5 separate regions of the Mus musculus genome follow, and all the other regions are linked to region 1. A link is a contact called in public HiCAR-type and promoter capture Hi-C data. All regions are on one chromosome and are shown on one strand. The core of a region is the stretch at or near the end of the contact, and the rest is flanking DNA. Distances in the headings are between cores, read along the strand shown. Region 1 holds the start of D16Ertd472e (DNA segment, Chr 16, ERATO Doi 472, expressed). Region 2 holds the start of Rbm11 (RNA binding motif protein 11). Region 3 holds the start of Hspa13 (heat shock protein 70 family, member 13). Region 4 holds the start of Ncam2 (neural cell adhesion molecule 2). Region 5 holds the start of Nrip1 (nuclear receptor interacting protein 1).

Region 1 (4,627 bases), core at 575-3,074:
AAAACAAGTCCCAGACTCAGTTGTGCCAGCACACACCTTTAATCTGGGCCACACCTTCTGCTGGAGACCTACATAAGGACTTTGGAAGAAGGAAGAATCATTCTTCTTTGCCTGCTTGCACTTACTTGCCAGCACATCTGTTGAAACCTACTTCTACAGAAGGCAAGCTGAAACAACTAGCCTTGTGGGACCGAACAAATACTAGATTCCTGGACTTCCCATTCACAGCTGACCATTGTTGGGTTAGTTGGACTACAGACTGTAAGTCATCACAATATATACATTCCATAAGTTCTGTCACTCTAGAGAACCCTGACTAACACACCAGGAGAAAACAAACAAACTTAACACATTTACTGCAACATGGGAGCTGGAGACAGGGAGATCATGAGAAGCCCACTGGCCCACTAGCCTACACTACACACCTATGAACAGCAATGAGGCCCTTTCTCAAACAAGATTTAAAAAAAAAAAATGAGGACAGACATCTGAAGTTGTCCTCTGAGCTCCACACACATGCCAGGATATGATCATGCACACATCATACACACCACATATACAAACATACACATACAAATATAAACTTTGTAAAAATCACTTTAATTAAATAAATGAGTAGAATCCAAAATGCAAGATATTTAACACACCCCAAATTTTAATATGCATAGGGGGCAGGGACCTATAAAATATTCATTATTATTATTAATGGGGGGGCGTGTCCTGGTGACTGTGGGACACTCTTGGAGGACAGCTTTGTGGAGTTAGTACTTCCGTTCCACTGGGAATGGAGCTCAGGTTGCCAGGTTTGCCATAGCAAACACTCCCCCTCCCCCATCCCACCTCATGCCACCCCCGCTGAGGCACCTCAGGTCCATGGATCTGGGGGTCTTTTTCAGAGCAAGGTATTGATTTCTGGATTCTGCATTTGTAAAAACGCCACATGGGGTCTTTGAGTCATCCACCACACTTCGGTAGCATGGGCACAGATGACTTTTTTGAGTCCTTGATTAGTGGCTTTACCTCCGCAGCCTTGAGTTCAAGCTCCAGTTTTTGTTTCTAAGAAACTGCGATAAAGGGTTAGTCACCACTAAACTGCAAGAGCCGAGTTTCCTGTTTCTCTTCTGTGGACTGTTGAGAAAGACTAGCATAGCAAACGTAACTGAAAGTATTGCGTAGACTTGTGGCCTAGGCAAGGCTTAAGGAGTCAAGCAGATGATGAAAGTACATTTACATACTAAAAAAAAAAAAAGTTTAGGAAAGGGGTAGACTTAAAAACAAGAGGCGGAGCCTCGGGAATGTTTTCCGTGGATGTGCATGGGAGGTACCACATCGTGATACATAATTCGAAGAAAAGATGCTCTGCTTCTAGAATTATACCTAAATCGGGATATCTGAATTATCAACTTTTATCTCATTCAGAAAGTCAACCAACATGAAACAGGAGTTCAAGGATAATACTTGGTTCAGGCTCCTGGTTTTGAAGCAATACACTCCCCACGCGTGTGTGCCTTTCTCCTCCTCCACCCCTCAGGCTTAGCCGTGGGCCCATTCCTGCAATCCGCAAGTGGCTGGAGTTTTCAGGGGCTGCAGGGAGGCGGGCCGGACGGGTCCATGTGCGCCACGCGGAGGGGAGCGAGATGCTCTCCGCGGAGGCGCAAGAGGATGCGCACGGGGGCGCGGGGCGGCGCGGGGCGGGCGGAGGGCGGCTACACTCCCTGCGCTAGGGTGGCCACGTGGGGCCCTGGGGCTGTGGGCTGGCCCGGCCGCTCTCCCCGTGGGCGGCTCGGGGTGGCGCAGGCGGCCCGGGCGGGGCGGAGCGCGCTGCTGTCTGCGCTGCGGCGCCGGCGGAAACAATAGTGCGGATCGGATCGTGGCGCGCGGACGGTGGCCCGCGGAGCCGGACGGTAGAGGTCCTTCTCTGAGCCGCTCTGGTGCTCAGGACCAGTGCCGGGACGGACGGACAGACGAGACGGATCCCACGCCGTGCCGGACGCCCACGATCCTCGAGTGGCGTCCCCGGGACCCTCCGGTCCGTGGCTGAAGAGTCTCCGACGTGAGCCGATCCTTCCCGGGTGTCCCAGTCCCCACGTGCGTCTTGCCGCGGCGGAGCCGGGGAGCCGGGTAACCGAGTTAGCGGGACGCCTCCAGACGCTCACCCAGAAGTTGGCAAAGCCGCGTCCCAGCGGCTCCTTCTGGCCACAGCGACCGACCCGAAGTTGGTTGACAGGCCGGGTGTCTGCCGGCGCGACCCGGGAGGCGGGTGTCTCCTGTGGGCAGCCCTTTTGCTTTTTCGCAGTAAAACTGTGATACTGTAACTCCAGGTATGGCGATGCTTGCCTGACAGGGCTGTTGCAAACGCCTCCTTTTTCGGTTTTTGGGGGGGTTTTTGGTCGGTTACTGCAGGCCATAAGCAAGTTTTTGCCGTTGTGTAACTTGCTCCTTTCTCTTTCCTCATAGGGGCACTATGAACGAAGAGGAGCAGTTTGTAAGCATTGACTTGAATGATGACAACATTTGCAGTGTTTGTAAACTGGGAACAGACAAAGACACGCTCTCCTTCTGCCACATTTGCTTCGAGCTAAATCTCGAGGGTAAGGATTCTGCGGTTTTAACTGCGTGCCGCGTACTACTTTGTGCAACTTAGGCTGAGATGTTTGGAGGTAACACTGCAACTGCTTGAAAGCCTAGAGATTGTCCTAAGTGAAGATCTGCTAAGGGTTTCTGGAAATGAAGCCAGAGTTAACAATAGTTATGAGTCGAGGGAAATGTTTGTCTTTATAACAGAATGTTAAGCTCCTTTTAACTAATATGAAATGAAGTGCAGGTATTGTCTGATAAACATTTAAGAATCAACATGACCGTACACGTGGGCAGATATAATTTTACTCCTTTCTGCCAAACTTAGTCTCTATTTTTCCCATCATGTGGTGAATTTTAACTAACTTTTATTTTTTTAAGTTGTTTATATCAGATTTTAAATAACTTCCTTTAATATTAATAATCTTTTTAAAAAAGGACTTTTCAATTCTTTCGATGCCAGTACCATTGTGAGAATGTGTAAAAGAAATGCTTGAGAAATTAAACCTTTTGCTGAAGGTTGTGTTGGGTACACAGATAACTGGGTCCTAGATGTTTCCAGGAAACATGGGCTGTGAGCTTTCTATTTGCACTGTCACAGTGAAACCCCAAGTCTTTTGGGGTATCTATGAGTCACACTGAAGAAGAATCTTAAAATTTCCCCCAAAATAAAAATTTGTGTATAACTTGAATTTTGAGGTTCTAATGTGTCTGTCAGTAGAGAAAGATCTTACTAGATACTAAATATTTTGAAATACCTAGATGCTTAAGGGCTTGGTTTCAAAACAACATTTCATTTTGTCTTTAAAGACTTTCATGATTTTTTTTTTGTCTTATTAAGAGGGACAATGTATCCTTATTGCTAAGCACACTCCTGTACTGAGATCATAGACTTTGCCATTCCTGTTAGGACTTGTTACTCAGAAGTGTTGTAGCTTCCAAATGGTGTCTGTCTTGGCGCATCATGGAGTTTCTGTGGGCTAAGTAGTATGCTTGTTACTCTGGCTTTAGTAAATTGTAGTGATTACACCTAGTTTTAAAAGCGTGACTTAGAAATGACGATTTTTTTTTATGTGTGTGTGGAGTTTATATTTATGTTCTCTGTGCCCCAGTGAGAGGGCACACTTCTGCTCTTTGGAAACAGTTTTTTTTCCTGTGTGTTCTCACACCTCCTGGAAGTTTACATTTTAGAAGGGCAGAGACATCAGACAGGATCAACTTGCAATCTCTGTGTTGTCTGGAAGAAACTGAGGCCTGGTGGGTGGGTGGGCTGCTCCAGGTTGCTGGAGTGGCGTCAGCAAGCTGTTCTTCTGTGCCAGGCAAATGTTTGCTGGGAGCACATCTGTGCCAAGCCTGGCCCTAAGCGTCTTACTGGATTATCTTCATTCAAAATAGCTCTGGGATGCCTGCTATGATTACTTGTTTGAATGTGATGGAATGGAACATGAGAGACCTAAGGAGTGCAGTTTGAAGGCACATCGCTAGTAATTGGTAGTCCCAGGCTTCGAAGCCCGGCCATCTAGTTCTTGTGGCTGTGACCTCAGTCCCACTCATCTACTGTCAATAGGTAGTGAACTGTGGGATAGATGCTGGAAATCCTTCCTCCCGAATCCTAATTGGTTTTTGATTCAGCCAGCTTTCCCTAATTGGTGCTTCCTGATACGTAAATCATCATGCCATATAACACTTTACTGCAGAGACCTCAGTTTTCATAATTGCTTTCCTGGCCCTTCTGAAGCTGCCTTTTAACTAACTGTGAGCATTGTAGCTCTTGATGTGTAAACATGACCCCGGTGCTATGTTTTTTGAAATAATACTTGTCTATTAGTCTAAAAGACAAAAAAAAAAAAACGGTTCTCAATCCGGATTAGAACTGTTTTATCCTCTGTGTTAAAGGTGAAGTTCAAAAACCGCCTCGGTTTGTCTTGATTGTCAGTTCCTTGTGCTCACAAATGGATTTCCATTGTTACTGCGCTGATGAGCTATTTGTTATGCACATTAGTTTAATATTGTCCTACTGCTGTGGGAAGATCAAGAAAGATTTCCACCA
Region 2 (4,627 bases), core at 1,355-3,854, 3.0 Mb after region 1:
TCTACTGTCAATTATTTAAGCAGAATGAAGTACAACATATTGTACTTATTCAGAATGCATAGCAATAAAAACTTGTAATAGGCAATAAAAAGCAAAGAAGTAAAGAGAACACTGTTAACCACACCTGAGGAAAGAATTCTATGAGTGAATTTTTTCGCATGCTTGGAGGCTGTGCCCATGGAGACCAGAGGTGACTCTGGCCATACGCTAGGATTACTATTTTTCACGGTGGAGTTGCCTAAATACTTGATTTACATCTTTACAATGGTGCTGGAGCTAGCATGCTAGTCTCTCTCCTCTGAATGCTTTCTGCAGGAACTAGCTCATGGTCCCTCTGTTTGAGTGGGATAACATTAGCAAAATGACTTCCCCATTGCTGCCTCTTCTATGAAGACAGCCTCCTGAGTGTGTCCTGGAGCTTCACACGCAAGACATTTGAAACCACAACCACCATCTTCCCTCCCCATGTCTCCAGCCTAATACTTCTTGGTTAAAAAGACAAAAATATAAAAAAATATATATATTTGAGTATAAAAGGAGTATTCAGAAACTTGAAATAAATTATATTAATATAGTAATAAAAGTAAAATGATTTATTCTGCTTTCTAGGTTTTTTTTCTTCTATTAACATTAAGATTTACTTCTATACATATGCCAAAATTCTTATTTCCTGGGTGCTGGAGACTGAGCCTAGAATGTTAGGAATGCAAAGCTAGTGCTGACCACTGAGCAACACTCCCAGTTTTGCCGTATCATTTTCCAAAGTAAAATTCAACGGACTTTTCTGATATCAACAAAGTGATATTATATCACTTAAGCTTCTTTGAAAGTCAGTATGAGACATTTTCAGGGCAGCTGTCAAGTGGTTTGGGGGGTTTTGCTCTTGAATATGTTAAGTCTTTTAAATGATAATCTATGTTAGCAAATTCTCTCTGGGTAAAATGAAAACACAGGCTTACTGCTTGACCTGTTCCATGGAGCTTAAATTTTAATTAAGTGGGAAAAGGAAATCATGAAAAGAAATGAAGAAATACTGTATCTTGCCTTCTGTGTGTACACTACTGATTTGGACCTAGTACTTACTGACTAGAGAGCTGAGGTCTTAGGGGATTTGTAATCCCACAACCCCACTTTCCTCAGCCCTCCTCTACCCCACCCCCACTCCCCGGGGGTTCAGAAGCAATGATTTCTGGAGAGGCTGAAATTACTCCCCTTCCGAATAGTGAATTTCAAATCATATTGGGTCACAAAACAGATAATGGTGTTTATAGAGGGAATACTGTAAAGTGGCAATGGATAAAATAAAGATCTTATGTTTTCTTGTTTAGCATCTATGCGTGGCAAAGAGATTCCTTCCTTAAATTTAGAGATAAGTAAGTCCTTTAAAATTTAGGGGAAAAAAATCACTACTGGTACCCACAACCTCACTCTAGAAATGCATCTCTGTTATTGTGTCCCCGAGAATTTTCTCTTATTTTGAAAGCGGAAGTCACTGTGACTTTTTTTTTTCTTTTTAGTAGCAATGGTTCGCATTATTAGTAATAACAATAGCAGTCCTATTAGCAGCAGCAGCAACCAACAGCGCTGCCTGTAGCTGTTTCATAAAGAGAAGTGTATTTCTGGCAATCACATTGCATTTCAGAGACGATTAATTAGTCCCATTTTACATTTAAGTTCGAGACTCGGATACTGGCCTCACTGCAGACCGCTGTGTTCTCACTTTCAACAGGTTTTATTCTTTTTCCCCTTCCTTATTATTACCTGTCCCTTTTGCAGATACGCATAATCCGTGAAAAACAGTTTTGATTCCCCCTTTAGAGCCCCTTATCACCACTTTCGATTTGCTCTATAATTCTGAGTCATTAACCAATTAGATGAAGGGCTGAAGACAGCCGTCTCTGGCAAGAGGGACCCAGACGTGTGCTCTCCAGTTCTCAAAAAAGTCCTGAAGGTCCGAATATGAAATACAGTGTCATGACTAGGGAATCCATTAAGTTAGTCATGGTGAATTGACTGCCTAGCATTTCAGAAATCACTTGTATGATTCTACAACAACAACAACAAAATGCTCTCCCCATCCAAAGGCTTGGGAGAAAGGGTGACAGCTAGGGAAAGGTTTTCAAGAGAAGTATCTTTCTCGCAGGTGCCATTTTCTAGGTTGGACAGAAGGGTGCTTACTATCCCGTGAGGACAGTGACGGGGTTGTTTCGTGTTCCCGCAGCACATCCAGGGCCCGGAGAGGCTCCGGGAGTCCTGGCCTGGGGCTGCCAGGGTGGGGGGTGGGGGGTGGGAGGTCGTTGCCCACCCGGGGCTGCAGAGGAAGGAGAGTACGAGCCGCTCATCCCCGGCTGCACACTTGCGAGCCTAAGCGAGGGAAGGGAGAGCGGAGCTCCGGTGGGGCGGGGTCCCGGGGCTCCGCAGCCGCCGCCCGGCCTTCCCCGCGGACGGTACCTGAAGGAACAGCTCGTAAAGAATCTCTTCCCGCACTCGGGCCTCTAAATTGCCCACAAACACGGTCCTGTCAGCCTCCTCCTGAGCCGGGAACATCCCTGCGGTCCGCAGCCAGGGATGGAGGAGGTGCCGAAGCCCCGCCCCCCTCGCTCCGCTTTACTGCGCGGCTCCGCCTGGGCAGCGGAGCCCGAGGCGGGCGCGCGCCAGGGGCGGGGCGTGAAGTCACGCCCACCGTCCCGCGGGACCCGCCCACCACCTCGCAGCCCCGCCCTCCCTGACTAGAAAGACTGACTTACTGACCTGAGGGCATCAGTCGTCCACTTGGCACAGTGCTTCTACCTCTTTATGAACAAGATTAATGGGTGATTTTAGTTTGCTTTTTTTTTTTTTTAAGCAACGTTGGAAATACAATGACTAGGAAGTTGATATTCAGATTGACTAACTTCAGTATCGACGTGCCTAGGGGGAGATATAAAAAATTAATTTGCTTCCAAAGAGTTAAATTGGTAGATCAGTAACGCTGTGAAGTTAAGTTATAGCATGAAAAGAAATGTCTCCGTGTATGGCTACTGATACAAGAAAAGACTAAAATTAAAGTTTATTTAGCCTTTAAGTAATACCGAGATAGGTCTTTGAAATTTTTCTGTGGGCTCTGAAAAGGGCACTGAACTCAAGAAAACACTGTGTATAAATGAGTCATTAAAAAAAAAAAGTTCCCGAAAGGACCTTGGAATCACCCTGGAAAGATCATTCAGTAATGAGAACTTGATTTGGTCTTTGTTTGGTGGAGTAGTAGGAATTCATTTTGAATTCAGGAGATGTACTTCTGCTCGGTTGACTGATCAGAAAATTCCTCTCTCAAGAAATGGAAATGATTGAGAAACTCCCACAGAAATGTCCAACATCATGAGGAGATGCAAATGAAAACTACTTTAAGATTTCATCTTACCGCCGGCGGTGGTGGCGCATGCCTTCAATTCTAGCACTTGGGAGGCAGAAACGGGCAGATTTCTGAGTTCGAGGCAAGTCTGGTCTACAGAGTGAGTTCTAGGACAGCCAGGACTACACAGAGAAACCCTGTCTCGAAAAACAAATCATCTTACCCCAGTCAGAAGGGCCAAGATAAATAAGACAAGTAACAAAACATGGTGGCAAGGCTGTGGGTGAAGAACAACACTTATCCATTGCTTGTGGGAGTGACAACTGGTCCTGCCATTATGGACATCAGTGTGGTGGTTCCTTAGAAAGGTCTACCTCAAGGTCCAGCTATGTGACTCTTCAATATGTGCCCAAAGGATCCTACTACAGAGGCGTCCCTGTTTGTCGCTGCTCTATTCGTGATAAACAGAAATTGGAAACAGTCTAGATGTTCACGAATGGATGAACAGATAACGAAATTAACACAACGGAATATTATTCAGCTGTGAAAAAAAATGAAACTAGGGGGAATTTCAGGTAAATAGATGTAACTAGAGGCAATTATCCTGAGTGAGGTAACCCGTACACAGAAGGCAAATTAGATACTGTGTGTTTTCTCTTATATGTGCCTGTGAGCTTTCAAGCTAAGAGTCAGGCTAGTAAGGGAACAGTAGAGAAGAAAGGATTTTACAAGGAAGGGGGAGTAGAATGTAGTGTTATCTGGTGAGATGGCTCAGCAGGTAAGAGCACTGACTGTTCTTCGGGAGGTCATGAGTTCAAATCTCAGCAACCACATGGTGGCTCACAACCATCCTTAATGAGAAACAAATAAAAAACCCTATAGGCCAGAGCGAGCAGTGCTGGAGTGAAAGGGAAGTGGGGAAAAGGGGGGAAAAAGAATGTAGTGTTATTAAGAGGTAAAGAAAAAGCCAGAATAGGGAAAGGCAAGAGAGCAGGGCAAAGGAGCATATAATTGAGGGGTAACTAACAGCTAACACCAACTGAGAAACCACCTAACAACCTACTACTGTAGGACCTTGCTAACCCTTTTTCACATATGTGAAATGAATTTAAATTGTCACCAAATGACAGGTGAGACAATGCTTCACCTAGACGTCTCATGTCACCAAGTAACCTTCCCCCCCCCCCCCATATAGGGATGGATTGCAGGTTTTGGAGTCATTGAGCAAAGGGGTTTCCACATCTCCCCCCCCCCCCAAAAAAAAAAATCACAGGCTTTTACCAAGTTTATTGATTT
Region 3 (4,627 bases), core at 1,136-3,635, 2.8 Mb after region 1:
CTGAAAGCCTGCTTTCCAGCCATGGACTTCCTCCAAAAAGTCTCCACATCCTAAAACTTCCCTAACTTCCCCAACTTGCCACAACTAGGTACCAAGTGTCTAACTACATGAGCCAGTAGGAAACATTTCTCTTTCAAAGGACAACAGAAAGGTGGGCAGAGGGAATTACAGTGAGCAGTGTTTGTATCACTGATCCTCATGATACTGGCCCCATGGCTGGTGAATCTAATGCCTGTCTGCTCTTATACTGTTGGTTGGGCTATTTTTATGTGGACTGCTTACACCTGGTTACTTTGTATCTTTCCATCAATTTACAGCTTGACTCTCACATTTAAAAAAACAAAAACAAAAACAAAAACAAAACAAAAAAAAAAACAGCTCTAAAATACTGGAAGTTCTCTTCAAGGTAAAACTATATAGGTTTCTCCAGTCTTGCTCCTTCCCAGTGATCATATTATTTCTATGTCTCACAGCATGTTGAATTAAATTTCTGATTGCCTTCTCTCTATCCTTTATTGATGCCAATGGTTACCACTGTGCTAAGCACACAGTAACTGTTCGATAACATTTATTAAAATTATCATTACCCATCAAAATCATCAGTTGGATGTTTGAATTATGCTTTCTTCATTCTTCCTAAGAACTTTGGCGAATAGTAGTCATATATCCACATGCTTTTCATTTTTCACATGACAAAGTATTTAAAAACACTAAAGTGTATTATAATGGGTCTCTGTTAGCCATAATTCAGATATAAAATCATTATATATGTATGTGTGATAATATCTATCTGTAGATAGGTAGGTAGACAGATAGACATAGACCAACCTATCATAGATAAAGTACATAGATAGCTAGAAACTTAAAAGATACAAGATTTTACGCAAGTGGAAAGCCAGTAGAGGTTCTTTCCCACAACTAGTAGACCTGTCGCCAATTAGGACTATTGATTTGCACCTAGCCAGAGAAGCACATTTAAGTTTCTAGGACCTTAAGTGTTCATGAACTTTCCCAACAGTAAAGTCACGTCCAGGAGTCCTTAAGTCGTATCAAATATTAAACAGTGAGGGGAAAACATCATGTTTTATATACTAAAAACCACCTGTATCCTCCCCCTCAATAATTGTGGTTAATCTTTTCGTCTTGCTGGGATTCAGAATCATCATGGAAGTAAACTTCCGGGTATGTATATGAGGGCGTTTCTGACCTGATTAATTGAGGCGAAAAGACTTCGCCTAACTATGAGCACTGCTATTCCGACATCCAGCAGGTTCAAGGCTGAATTAGAGAGAGAGAGAGAGAGAGAGAGAGAGAGAGAGAGAGATGCCTTCGTTTCCTGTCTCTGCTTCCTGACTGGGTGCAATGGGGACAGCTGGTTAAAAGGTCTTGCCTCCGTGACTTCCTTGCTATGAGGAACTGTACCATTGAACTTTGAGCCAAAATAAATCTTGTCTTCTTCAAATTGCTTTGCTAACGTGTCTTATGGCGCCAGGGGAAAAGTGATCGGATAGTCAACACGTGAAAGGACGGACCTGTCCAGGAAGACAATTCTGGCCATTTATGACATAATTAAAACGAAAAGTAGAATGTATCTTTCCATATTAGTTGGTAATAGCATATGTGAATGTTAATATTAGATTTGAAAATATCTTGGATAAACCATGCGGTCCTGGACAAACTTCATTCCTGACGAGCCCGTGAAATAATTTACTGCCAACAGCATCGGGCTGGCATTGCATTTAATGACTGCAAGGATATTTGCAAAGCAACGAACAGGTACACCAGAGGTGGGGTCTCCGGTAGGACTGCCCCACTGTGGAATGCTAAGGGGACTTCGGAGGGCTTAGGAGAAGTCTATCTAGAATCTTGATTTCGACCAAAGACGCATAAACCTTAAAAAAGAGGCTGAACAACAAAACGAAACAAAAAACAAAAACAAACAAACAAAAAAACCGGAAGTTTGAATTCCCCGCCTGCCTGGCAACGCAACCCACCTCGGAATCTTAATTGGTTTTATCCTCTTTATGCCTTCCAAGCTCTGGACAGTCCAGAACTGCAGTTCCCACAATACAACGCGGTGAGGCGGGGCTACAGGGACTTTTTTTTTTTTTTTTTTTTTTTTTTTTTAACCGCGAGTAAGCTCGCAGCGTTTTGGGTTTGATGAATGACAAACTCTGGCCTTTCCCAGACGCTGCTCCCACAACAAAGCCTGGTTTGTTGGGCCTTCGTGCGTGGGGAGGCCGAGTCTTCCCTCACTGGCCTGAGTAAAATCCGCCCCGCGGCCTCATGGTAGATGGAGTCATTGCTGTGGTGGAAATCGTAGTTCCTCCGGCTAATTCGGAGCCGACGGACTACATTTCCCAGGAGGCTGCGCGACAGCCGGCGACTAGGGGGCGGTGCCTCCCATCGGTACAGTCATCCTTCTGCCTGTTCGGCGGGACTGATGGCCGGAGAGATGACGATCTTAGGTCAGTATCTCAGGGGTCCCTGCAACTATGGAAGTCGACGGGGAAGTTCGACGAGGTCTGGGTGGGCAAGGGTTGGTTGTCTCACTCTCTGAATCACAGGTCACGCAGCCGAAGGGAGCCTGAAAAGGGGGCTAAGGCTGTTTGGAGCTGGTGGGGGCGGGGCGTCTGGAGTCGGGGGTCTGACTTGCCGGAGGCCTCTTGGGGTCGTGCCACCAGCCACAGGTCTGAGAGACGAGGGCCTAGGAATGCTAACGACCTCGGTCTTGAATGGGTAGCCGAAATCGGTTCTCTGTGCGAGAACCCACTGTGAATAAGAAGGGGATCTCGAGATTGAAGACTCTTGGCTTCACTCGGGATGCGGAATTGGGAGGGATTCAAGTCCCTGTGCATTCTTAGATGGATTCTCTTTTGAACATACCGATTGGGAATCAACATTCCCTTGCCAAACGCTGAGATGCTTTTGAGATTTGTCTGTAGGTGGGAAGAGACAAGTGGATAGGTTCTTGGTCTGCTATGATGTGCCAGGCGTTGATTTGAAGGAGCTAGCAATTACCAACAGCACTACCGAGTGACATTATGGGTTTGAGTGGGGACAGGTGTATTACGCAGACTAGTGAAACCAAATCAGATATTAATTCTAAACTCAAAGTGATGTTCTTATTCGCTTTTGTGTACAATATGCCTGATGTTTCTATATGATCTTTTCCCTTAAATATTTGCTGAGCCTCTGCTCTTCATGGGCCGTACTATTCAATGGTGACTAGAACTTGCCTTCGGGAAGTTTACATATTGTTGCTATCAGGGTTAGCACTTGCATACTTCTTCCCTAATATCTATTTTGAAAAGTATATCCTTAATGAATGCTTATATATGCAAAATCTCTTCTGGACTCTATGAGGTAACAGTAGTGCCTAAGCAGTTTTCAGATCAACATATCCAACTTACGTATTTTATCCTTTTGAATGGGTAAAGACGATAACCAAACAGGTTAGACTTACATACCAAAGCTGTCTCTGTGGGAATTTCATAATGGCATTTCATTTTAGTAATAACAGGTAAAAACTGTTTATGAAGCTATCAATCTAAATAGCAATAATCCAAGAAAACTGGATTGTATTTAGCTTTAGTTTCACATTTGTGATATTTTCATTCAACAACAGCATAATGGTTATTTAAATATCTTTACATTTTATTCCTTTATTATCATGTAACGGATTATACAAAAATACATTTGTGAGGGCTTTTGGTTTTTGAGGGTTTTTTTTTTCTCCTTTGTTTTTAATTGTACCCCGATGGAATGTTAAAAACTTGATGTCCAAAAGAAGTAGCTAATAATCCTATAAAGTGAAATATTTTATGTTTTGTTTTAAAAGTGCTACTAAGAAGATGTTGCTATAGGTACAGTATATGGTGGTAGCTTCATAAAAACTTATCTTTTTACCTTTTGCAGGTTCAGCTGTTTTGACTCTCCTCTTGGCGGGCTACTTGGCACAACAGTATTTACCATTGCCTACGCCAAAAGTGATTGGCATTGACCTGGGTACCACCTACTGTTCGGTTGGTGTATTTTTTCCCGGGACAGGAAAAGTGAAGGTGATTCCAGATGAAAACGGGCATATCAGCATCCCCAGCATGGTGTCCTTCACGGACGGTGATGTGTATGTGGGCTATGAGAGCCTAGAGCTGGCTGATTCAAATCCTCAAAACACAATCTATGATGCCAAACGGTTCATCGGGAAGATCTTCACCCCGGAGGAGCTGGAGGCTGAAGTTGGCAGATACCCATTTAAGGTAGGAAACTAATCTACACTCTGCGTCCATTTGATTTAACGGTGCTGTTTGAATTATGTGTCAGGGAATTGTATTCTCTCAGTGAGAAATCCCACAGCAGCTGCAGGGTGGATCAGTTCAGTGACTTCCTGGTGCTACCAGGTCAGGATATGGGGCCTTGCTGTGCACTCATCCCGCCATCATCACAGTTCCAGTTAGTTCTCTCAAGACATTTTAGGAAGGATGCTGAAGCCCCGTGGACTGTGAATAGGTATTCTCTATGTGTGTACATTTTGTATGCGTACAACATTTGTACACTTGCTGTCGTGCTTTCTGGCTTATTTGAAGTGTGTCAGTATGTTACACACATGTAGTGCATGTACCTCACT
Region 4 (4,627 bases), core at 774-3,273, 2.6 Mb before region 1:
GCATCAATCGGCACAAACTTGCCCCCATATTACTTCACACTACACTCTCCTAATTGCAATTGCATCTAAGTTAGATTTTTCAGACTGCCTTGTTTGAATTCAGAACTGCCTCTCCATGTTACAAATGAACAGTTAAACACAACTACCAACCCAACCCACCCACAAAATGACAGCTCTGTATCTTGTAGTGAACAAGTGTATGCTGATCTTTGCAAGAGAGGTGACTGGATTAATGAACAAGACTAATATGAGCTTCCGATGGATCTATCTGCAATTTTTTCTGAGACTGAAATATTACCCATCCTCTGTTAGGATGGCAGAAAGAGGCACTTTATAAATGAGAGCAATATCTAGCATGTGAATTTGTACTTCAGAACATAAAAATCTACATCCAATCGTGGTTCATCATTTCACTGTAGTTTCAGAGAAAGACAGAGAAAGGAAGTCTTTACATCCAAAATGCCAAGCCCTACTGAGGGATGATAGAAGGACAGTGGGTGCAAGAGCAGAAACAAGCATTTCTTGCTTAAAATGGAGTTATACCACCCCCTGCTGGAGCACATGAGCAACGCAGAAGCGGTGGGGAAAAATGCTTAGAATTGGATCTAGAGAACATATTTTAACTTATCTTGCATTTTATTAATTTCATAGAAAATGCCGCACAAATAATATGGCATTCCTGCACTTTCATGTAATAGGAGAATTATGGATATTACCTTTGCCTTTAAGACTTCCACCAGTGCATATTTTGGTATTTTGTCTCCCCCCAATTAAATGTCCAAACTTGTCTGGACAGTTCAAAACGTTTCAAATGATTGTGAATATATTTTATGTGAACGTAGACTATGGAAGGCAGAATGATAAATTCATAATGCCTATCATCTATATACAGATTAGCAAAGATTGCTTCAACCAATTGTCCCTAGGGCTATTCTAACACGTTTTTTCTCTCTCTCCCCCACCCAAATTAAAAAATAAATAAATAAAAAGCTCCCCAGTACTCCCAGTGCTCCCCAACCTTCCAAATCCCTTACAGGTGCAATTCAAATCGAATGATAGATCGTGTTCAGATTATGCTATATTCAAAGGAGGGGGGGTCACAATGAACGCCTGCAACACAACCCTAGTTTTAGCCATTTGCTGTTTTACAGCATCTATGGCCCCTGTTAGTTTCCAACATAAATAAGCCATCAAACGTTCACTTCACAGCCCACCCACCACCCCCCAAAAAAAAAAAAAACTGGTGTTGGGAAAGAAGAAAAGAATCTCTAAGAATTGAATTTCTTGCACACCACAGAGATTTTTGATAAACGACTTTAATGCTGGTAGTTTTTGCCTCTTCTGTAAAACATCACCATGCCCTTCCCTTCCGCAACCTCAGATATTTAACTGTGAATACACACCAACACACTCATCCAATTTCGGGTAATAAGAGAGAATAAGCCAAAAAAAAAAAAAAAAAAAAAAAATCCCAGAAGCTGGAGCAATTTTCCCTCCCATGATCTCTTTCACACCGACGATGCTTATCTCCAATTCCGCACGGTCTCCTCTCTTATTTAAGGGGTCTTTCGAGCAAACGGATAGAATTTGAGGGGCCGCGTAAAGAAAGAGGTAAAATCCCAACAGTCGCCTCAAGAACCACCGCAACTTTGGTGCCTGGGTTTCGTGGCCCCGGGAGCCTCGCTCTTTGCCTCTCCGGGTTGGGTGGAGAGGGGGAGGGAAAGTGAAGCAAGAAAGCCGCACACTCCTACCTTGCCCGCTCCTGACAAGCAACCCGAGCAGGTAGAAGGAGAGGAGGAGGCTCATGTTCAGGACGTGACACCGGCGGACAGTTCCAAAGTTATTAAGTCCAGCCCCGGAGAGAGAACCTTCCGCTGCCACGGCCGCCTCTGCTAGCCCGCCGCCGCTCCCGGGTGCCCCAGCCGCCCGCAGCCCGCCGCGCGCTCCTCCTCGCAAAGTGACTGCAAGCTCCGCGCCTTGCCGCACTATATCCAGGCGGCGGCGGCGGCGGCAGCAGCGGCCGCCGCGGCGGCAGCGGAGCCGGCGGGAGGAGGCGGGGGCGGGACGGGGCGGGGAGGCGCGGCCCCGGCGGATCCCTCCGCGCGCTCGCCCTGCGAGCCAGGCACGCGCGGCCCCGGGATTCGTCCGCAGTGGAGCCCCAGCCACGGGTTCGAGCCCAGGAGTCCCGGGCTTTTCTAGCTATGCGGATGGTGCATGCTCACGGGGAACAGGGACGCCTGGACACCAGCACCCTCTGGCTCTTTTGCGACCCCGCAGGTGTGGCCGGGTTGCTGAGTACTGCAGAGGGCGAGCCCCAGAGGCACAGGAAGTATTGACCTTTGGTTCCTAAAGAGCTGGGGTGGCAGGGTCTGTGTCTATCCTAGGACTTAACCCTGGCCTGGCCTGACACCCTTAGTGCTTTGACACTTCCCTGTGGATCAGGGGAACAACTGTCTCCTAGGGTGTATGGCTACTAGCCCCTGCTTTAGATGGACCAAGAAAGACATTCATGCAGTGCATCTTTAGGTCCCAATTCATTGGGATGAGTGGATCCCCTCCCTAAAGGGGGGCGCTGCTGAGGGCTAAGATCTAGGAGGGTCTTGGGTTTTTTTTTTTTTTTTTTTATACACCATCTAGGATTAGCACTGTGAGGTAACATTTCCTTGTCAGTGTCTGAAGAGAGAGATCCGGGAATGTAAATGGAGGACCTGAGCTGGGGTTCTTTTTAAGGCCCACTCACCTGCAAACCCCACTGTACCTGCACCCCTCACAACTGAGTGTGTGTGTCACCTGAAAGTGTGACTGGAGGAGTAAGCATGGAGCTGTGGTGTCATGCAACCAAAGTCTGGGGTTGATCACGATATTTCCGCTGGTGGAACAGGGACATAAACTGTCACTTTACTATGACACCTATGACAAGAGACTAATCAGAACCAGAATCTCTGGCCCCAGGATCTGGTCTCTGCCCCGATCAGAGTGAGCAGACACAGCTGACAAAAGGTTCCTAGCCAACACTTTGTTCAGGTTCCTTAGAGTGATCAACCAGCTCACCCCAGACTCAGAGAGCTCCCTGGTGTTTTTCTTATCAGCAAGTACACATGTACAACCACAGTCGACTCTTATGAACATACTGCAGATGAAAACTAATCTCTTCCCCACAAAGCTTGCAGGTTTTCAAATTGACACCCGGATTAGCTAAGTACCTATTGCACATGCATGAACATGCCTGTTCACACACACATGCAAAGGGACCTACACTTAATGATGAGAGGATTATTATTCTGTAAGGGTGTGCACTCTTTTTCTTATTACTTAGAGCCAATTTATTTTAAAGTAAATATGTGGACTATGACAGAGAACAGTCTGATACTATAAAGTAATTTGAATACTCGACTTCATTAAGGTCAGAACAGAGAAAGAAATAGAGAAGCAATGGTCTATCCTCGATTGGTGGAGTTTCCATCTAAATGTTCATATTATAATATGGCATATATAGCTCAAATCTGATTGTATTCATACTGGTGTGTTTTGAGAAAAAGAGACAGACAGAGAATTATTTTTTTTGTATGTCCAGTGGTTAGTTCTTGTCAGTGGGACACAAACTAGAATCATGTGAGAAAAGGATGCTTCATTTGAAAATTTGCCTCGTGGGCAGGTAGGTGTTTCTGGGGTTGTTTTACAAAGCAGGCTAAGCAAGCATGAGGAGCAAGTCAGAAAACAGCATTCCTCGGCTTCAGTTCCTATCTCCAGGTTCATTCGTTGAGTTCCTGACCACAGCACCTTTCATGACAGACTGTGGTTGAGAAATGCAAGCCAATCATCTTTGGACTCTGCATGCTTCTGGGCTTGGTGCTTCATCACAGCAATAGTAAGCAAGCTGCAAGAGCATGGAAAAATTGGTTGAGCAAAATCTTGTCTTTTGGCTGTCTAAAGAGGTGATGTGTAATCCTTCCTCAATTTGGTAGCAATCTTGATAAAGAGAGCAGGCATATACAAAAATTATCTAATAAATCAGGCAATGTAGCAAAAATACACAAGGAATGCATTGCTATTGTTGGGAAAAGAGAGATGGGATGAAGGAGAGGAAGACATAAAGAAAGGGAAATCTTTTCTAAATAGCGTTTTAAAGAAAGGCTTCAGGAAACATTGAAGAAAGGAGGGAGATTAGACAGCAAAGGAGAAGCTGAAGTGAAGGCTAAAGTTCTGAAAGCATCCAGCAGTCTTGGAACACAGGACAGAGTCTAAAGGACAAAGGCTGGAGGGATGGCTGGCTCGGTCTGGAAAGTAGTTATCATGTAAGCCAAGGAAAGTGAGTTCTGATTCACACCATCAATATAGAAAGTTCGTCACAATGAGGTGTGCCTGTTGTCCTAGCATAGTATGTTTAGGAACAGAAGAGAAGAGGACCTGGAACTCACTGACTCATGCGACTTAGCAAATTAGGAAGCTCCACGTGATCAGTGTGAAAACCCATCTTTCTAAACAAGAAACAAGAGGACAGGGGGAAGTTGTACAGTGAGGTAGCTGAAATCAACTTCTGGCATCCATATGGACATGCATAGGTGCTTACAGACAGATGAGCATATACAGACACAGGCACACACAGAGAAATATCTATAACATTACA
Region 5 (4,627 bases), core at 904-3,403, 2.2 Mb after region 1:
ATCCTTGCACTTGCTAAAACGTTCTAGAAGACCTCCACCTTCCCACTTCCTGTCTCAGCCTCCCAGTAGTTGGGATTACAGGCCAGTACCACCTTGGCTAAATGAAAGCATTTGTTGAATCTGCTATAGTCTACCACAACGATGCCTTTTAATAAAACTGACATTGAATTTAAAAAAATGGCACATTAAATTGGGATACATTTAGAATGTCTTTGTATAATATTTACAAAAAAAAAAAAAACTAAAGAGCTAATAAGTTACAATTATGCTGGTCATTTAATTTGCAATTATTTGCTTTTTGTCAATCCCGGATAAATGATGCCGGACAGGTAATGATGCCTGGGATTAATGCTGCCTTTACTAATTTGCTTTAAGCAGATTTTGAACTGCGGCATATGCGAGTGCTATGCTGTTACATGAGATTGACACTACCTTAGATGACAACAGATTGCATAGGTGAGTCACTAGGAGGACAGATAATAAGTATTTTAAAATGCACCATCATCGCCATTAAGGAAAATATTTCCTGCATGTGCTCAGGACTGTGCTAGAATATAGCTTTATTAAGAATTGATTTGAAAAATTGCCTTTACTTTAAAGATTGGGAAGATACCCCAGACGTTTTTCATTTGAAAAATCCGAAAAATAGCTATAGAGCTATTATATAACAGTAAAGAATACGGTTGGGTCACTTGGATAATTTTTGGTTTTGGTGTGCATCAATAACTGCTTCCAAATGCTACCGAAATTCTTAAGGATATGAAAACATATGAGAGTAGAAAGCTTCATCCACAAAATTGTCTTAGTAAGTATTTTAAGGCAGGGATAGCACTTCAGAGTTTAGGGTGAATCGAAGATGTACTTTAGCCTTTTTTTTTTTTTTTTAATGTCAAACAAAAACAACTTCTGCAACCACAAGTCTTCCCGCAGGTAATTCTTTTCATGACTAGAGTCAAAAACAAACGAGACAGAGACATCTGGGGTAGGGGGAGCGTTAAAAGGAGGCTTCACAAGTAAGATATGAAGGGAGTAGAGAGAATAGGTTTTAAAAGCAGAAAACACAAGGCGAGGAAGAGATCATGGTTTCTTATTTTTCTCTCCTCCCTCCACTTTCTCGCCTCACCAATCTGTTAGCCCACCTCAAATTTAGAGGCGGGTTCAGCGAGACCAGGCTGCAGGAAACCCAAGTTTCCCTGCATTGCCACCCTGGCTATATGATGTAATTGTTATTTATTGAGACTCTGAACCCAGCAAGAGCTGCTTTAAAGAAGTGACAGCCCATCTCCTAGTCCTGTTGGGTCAGATCCTTCCTGGGGGTGGTGCAGTTTGGCGGGCAGACCCTGCTGGAGACTTCGCAGTGACAAAGCAGCAGAAGAGAAACCAGGTTCCTGGGTCCTGCGTCCGTCTAGGGAGCTAGCTGTGCACTCCTCAGGTCTCCTTTCCAGTTTTCCGCTTGGAATCATGCCATATTTATCACTGGGTCCTACTAGGTGCTGAGCATGGGGTCAAAATGACCTAGAGTTATACAGCGCCGCAGCTTCCGGGATTTGAGCGGGACACAGATTTTAAGGAGGTGGAAATTGAGGGTGGGTAAAGGGCGCCAAAAGAACGCGTGTTTGTGGGGTGAAACGGGAGAAAGGGAGACACTTAAGGTGCCAGCACGTAGGCTGGGGAACCTGGGGTAGGATTAAGGTGCCCCGACGCCCCTGTGGTGCCCCCAGCGTTTGCCCCGGCACGGGTGACATGGGCGATCGCCTGGCCCCTAGCGGGGAATCTGTCCAGGCGGCTGGCTGGACGGGGCTGGGAAGCCAGGGCGCCGGCTCGGGAAGCACAGCACCCCCTCCTTCTCCGGGTCCAACCGCGTCCTCTCTCTGCCTTCAAGGCCGATCAGTCCCGGACCCCCACCCGGAGCACCGGCGAGGAGGCCTGCAGACGCCCGGTGGGCTCCCCGGCTCCGCCGAGCCTCCGGGTGCGCGCTCGGCCCGGGTGACAATGGGAGGGAGGGGCAGAAAAGGGTTAAGAAACTTGGCTGAAGAGCTGAATGGCGTGGAGCAGCGAGGGGAGGGACCCGGCCGCCGCGAAGTCGGCGGCGGAGGGAGGAGCGCGGCTGCGGCGGGCGGGCGGCGAGCGAGGCGCTCAAAGTCAGCCTCGCAGACATTGCAGCAGAGCCCCGAACTCGGGAGGCGACGGCGACCGCGGCGCAGGCGGAGGACGAGCCGGCCCCAGCCCGCCCGAGCGCAGCGCCCGTGGCCTCGCGCGGCCGCAGGGCACGGCTAACCTGGGAAGGAGGGAGCGACGCGGATCGGCGGCCCGGAGCCGCGGCGGCCTCGGTGAGTGGCAATCGCGGCCCGGGCTCCGTGCGGAGCTCGCGGGAGCGGACGCCGCGCCGCCCGGGCACGGCCTGGGTGCGCGGCCCGTGGAGGCGGCGGAGGCCGGGGGAGGCCCGCGGGGAGCTCCGGGAACACGGATCCCGGGGACAGCCCTCCGCCGCGCCCCGCTCCGGCTCTCCCCTGGAACTCGCGGGCCCGGCCGGCGCAGCCGCCAAGTTGTGGAGTTCCCAGCCGCGGGCTCGTCCGTGCCAGCCTTGGCGCGAGGGGCGCAGCCGCCCTGGGTGTTCTGCGCCGGGACCCACGCGGGTGGCCGGGTCGCGGGGCCCCGGTCGAGCTCGCCCGCCCAGCTGCCCCCGTTGGCCCCGAGCCCCGGGCGCTGGCTGCCGCGCCGCTCGGTCCTGCCGCCCAGCGGTGCTCTCGGTGGCGCCCGCGCTGCTCCCCGCCTATCGCTGCCGTCTCCCTTGCGCGGTGCTCGCCGATCCCCGGCCGGGAAAAGTGACTCGGAGAAGGGGCAGCACTGAGCCCCAGGCCCGGCCTGCTGGGCACGAGCTCCCCGCTTGCCGAGGGAGGGCGAGGCTCCTTGCACCCGAGGCCTCAGCCCAGTTCCCCCAGCATCCGAGAGGGGGTTCACTCGCATGAGCCTGGTAAAGTCCGGGGAGACCGCTCTCCTCTCTGGTGCCACTGTCCTCCTTTAATACTATTGTTGTTAGAAGAAACCCTCTAGCGTGCAAACATTCCCCAGACCCTCCTATCCCTTTCCAAAGTACTTTCCAAATTTTAATCAGGAGTTGATATTCAGACTGAAGGAACAAAGGAATCCACTGTGTTTAAAAGGCGGACAGGCAGAGAGTCTGACACATGTTGATCTCTAAGGCATTCCAGGAGTTTCTACCTTCCATCATGTCAGTAATTTAACTGGATTCTGGAGGTCGTAAACGAAAAACGGAACGTTAGGTAATTTCACGTTAAAATACTTTGTCGTCGTCGTTGTTGTTTTAATTAATGGGTCATTTTAGTTGGGGGAAAGTCCGGACATGATTAGGTGCAAGAACTTTTAACTCATTTTTTTGTGGCACCAGGCTGGAGTTTGTCTGCTCATGTAAGCTGATTGTGACACTGAAGGAAAACCGTGTTTTTAGAGAAAGAGAGACAGACTAAAAGTAAACCAAGATTGGCATGTCTGTCTGTCTGTCTGTGTCTGTGTATACGAATACATGCTTAAATGATGTGTGGTCTGTGTTTCTTGGGTTTTGTAAAGCAGGGGCTTTAGTAATTCTTTAAAGTTATGAATTACATTGAACCCGCTTATTAGTGAATCACAGGTTTAGCAAGTGGGCGGCATCTTCCAGATGCAATTATCCAGTGTTTAATCATCAGGTTGCCACCTTTGTCTAAGAGTGAAATAAGTCGACTTTTTAAACAAACGGTGCTTCCTATGCACGGCCCCTAAGAGTGGCTGCTGTCTGGAGTATGTTGAAATCTTCCACTTCCAAGTGAGTTGCCCTGGTTTTGCCCAGCAGTTTGGTAATATCCAACAGGGTTTAATTGATTCAGGGACTTCAAAACCAACAGGAAATTTCTGTACAGGACTTAGTTACTGTAGACAAAGAAGGAGAGTCAGAATTGTAGCAGGCAGTACCTGCAAACCAGATACTTACTCCAGCCTGTTTTATAATAACTCTACTGGGGACACTTCTCTCCACACTTAGCCTTTCAGGGACTGGAGCATGAAGAAAATATACTTAAAAAGTAGACATACAAACTCTAAGGAGGGAAGTTCGGTTGCTGCTTGTTTGTATACAGATGAGTCCTGTGAAGTGCCTTCAAGATACTTGGAAACCAGGCTTCAGTGGCTACGAGAAGACTTAGAGCCACCTATCTGTGTTTCCAAACTTTGCCGAACTTGAATTTTTATAATCGAGAGATCTGAAAATATTGTGCGTTAGCAATGGCAAAATGTTTGTGGATAAGGCCAAGGCTTTGACTCCTACAGCTTTAAGAGCAAAACATTGTGATTAAAAAATAACCTATACCACCACCTAGAGTCTGTTTGTTAGTCTATTGCTCTTGGAGTCTGCTTACGTTGACACATCCCTTATGGTTCCTGTATAGTCAAAACATGATTAGAAGTTTAGGCTTTCCAAAGGCCATCCCGGAGAACAATTATTTCAGTAATGCATAGCAAGTGCCAATTTAAATTACCCATGCCGCTTTCGGAATCAAAAATTATGACATATCAACTCAAGTGGGCTAGTCTCCAGAAGATATTAACTCAAAAGAAAAAAAAAATTTTTTAA

Evidence for each region. Promoter capture Hi-C pulls out the DNA fragments that hold promoters and counts their contacts. HiCAR-type assays count read pairs that join an accessible place to other places. Capture Hi-C pulls out chosen DNA fragments and counts their contacts.
Region 2: a contact with region 1 is called in a promoter capture Hi-C map of pre-B cells, with 2.1 times the contacts expected there. The contact joins the promoter of Rbm11 here to the promoter of D16Ertd472e in region 1. A contact is called at or near these places in 3 of 39 promoter capture datasets (liver and pre-B cells).
Region 3: a promoter capture Hi-C map of liver shows a contact between it and region 1, with 4 times the contacts expected there. The contact joins the promoter of Hspa13 here to the promoter of D16Ertd472e in region 1. A contact is called at or near these places in 3 of 39 promoter capture datasets (hippocampal neurons, liver and pre-B cells), 1 of 484 Hi-C or Micro-C datasets (B cells), 1 of 115 datasets of contacts at active chromatin or transcription factors (astrocytes) and 2 of 9 other capture datasets (adipose tissue and liver).
Region 4: a contact with region 1 is called in a HiCAR-type map of astrocytes, with 2.9 times the contacts expected there. The contact joins the promoter of Ncam2 here to the promoter of D16Ertd472e in region 1. A contact is called at or near these places in 1 of 39 promoter capture datasets (hippocampal neurons) and 1 of 115 datasets of contacts at active chromatin or transcription factors (astrocytes).
Region 5: a promoter capture Hi-C map of pre-B cells shows a contact between it and region 1, with 4 times the contacts expected there. The contact joins the promoter of Nrip1 here to the promoter of D16Ertd472e in region 1. A contact is called at or near these places in 2 of 39 promoter capture datasets (liver and pre-B cells), 2 of 115 datasets of contacts at active chromatin or transcription factors (astrocytes and thymic regulatory T cells) and 1 of 9 other capture datasets (liver).

The regions. Positions count from the first base shown.
Region 1 is chr16:78,573,885-78,578,511 of GRCm38.p6, reverse strand. It overlaps D16Ertd472e (DNA segment, Chr 16, ERATO Doi 472, expressed), which reads left to right and starts at 1,824. Exons shown (of 5, transcript NM_001252439.1): 1 at 1,824-2,088; 2 at 2,458-2,591. The coding sequence starts at 2,465.
Region 2 is chr16:75,590,868-75,595,494 of GRCm38.p6, reverse strand. Rbm11 (RNA binding motif protein 11) reads right to left here and starts at 2,604. Exons shown (of 5, transcript NM_198302.2): 1 at 2,452-2,604. The coding sequence starts at 2,547.
Region 3 is chr16:75,764,576-75,769,202 of GRCm38.p6, reverse strand. Hspa13 (heat shock protein 70 family, member 13) reads left to right here and starts at 2,385. Exons shown (of 5, transcript NM_030201.3): 1 at 2,385-2,468; 2 at 3,919-4,259. The coding sequence starts at 2,444.
Region 4 is chr16:81,198,093-81,202,719 of GRCm38.p6, reverse strand. It overlaps Ncam2 (neural cell adhesion molecule 2), which reads right to left and starts at 2,023. Exons shown (of 18, transcript NM_001113208.1): 1 at 1,752-2,023. The coding sequence starts at 1,806.
Region 5 is chr16:76,370,575-76,375,201 of GRCm38.p6, reverse strand. It overlaps Nrip1 (nuclear receptor interacting protein 1), which reads left to right and starts at 2,153. Exons shown (of 4, transcript NM_173440.3): 1 at 2,153-2,330.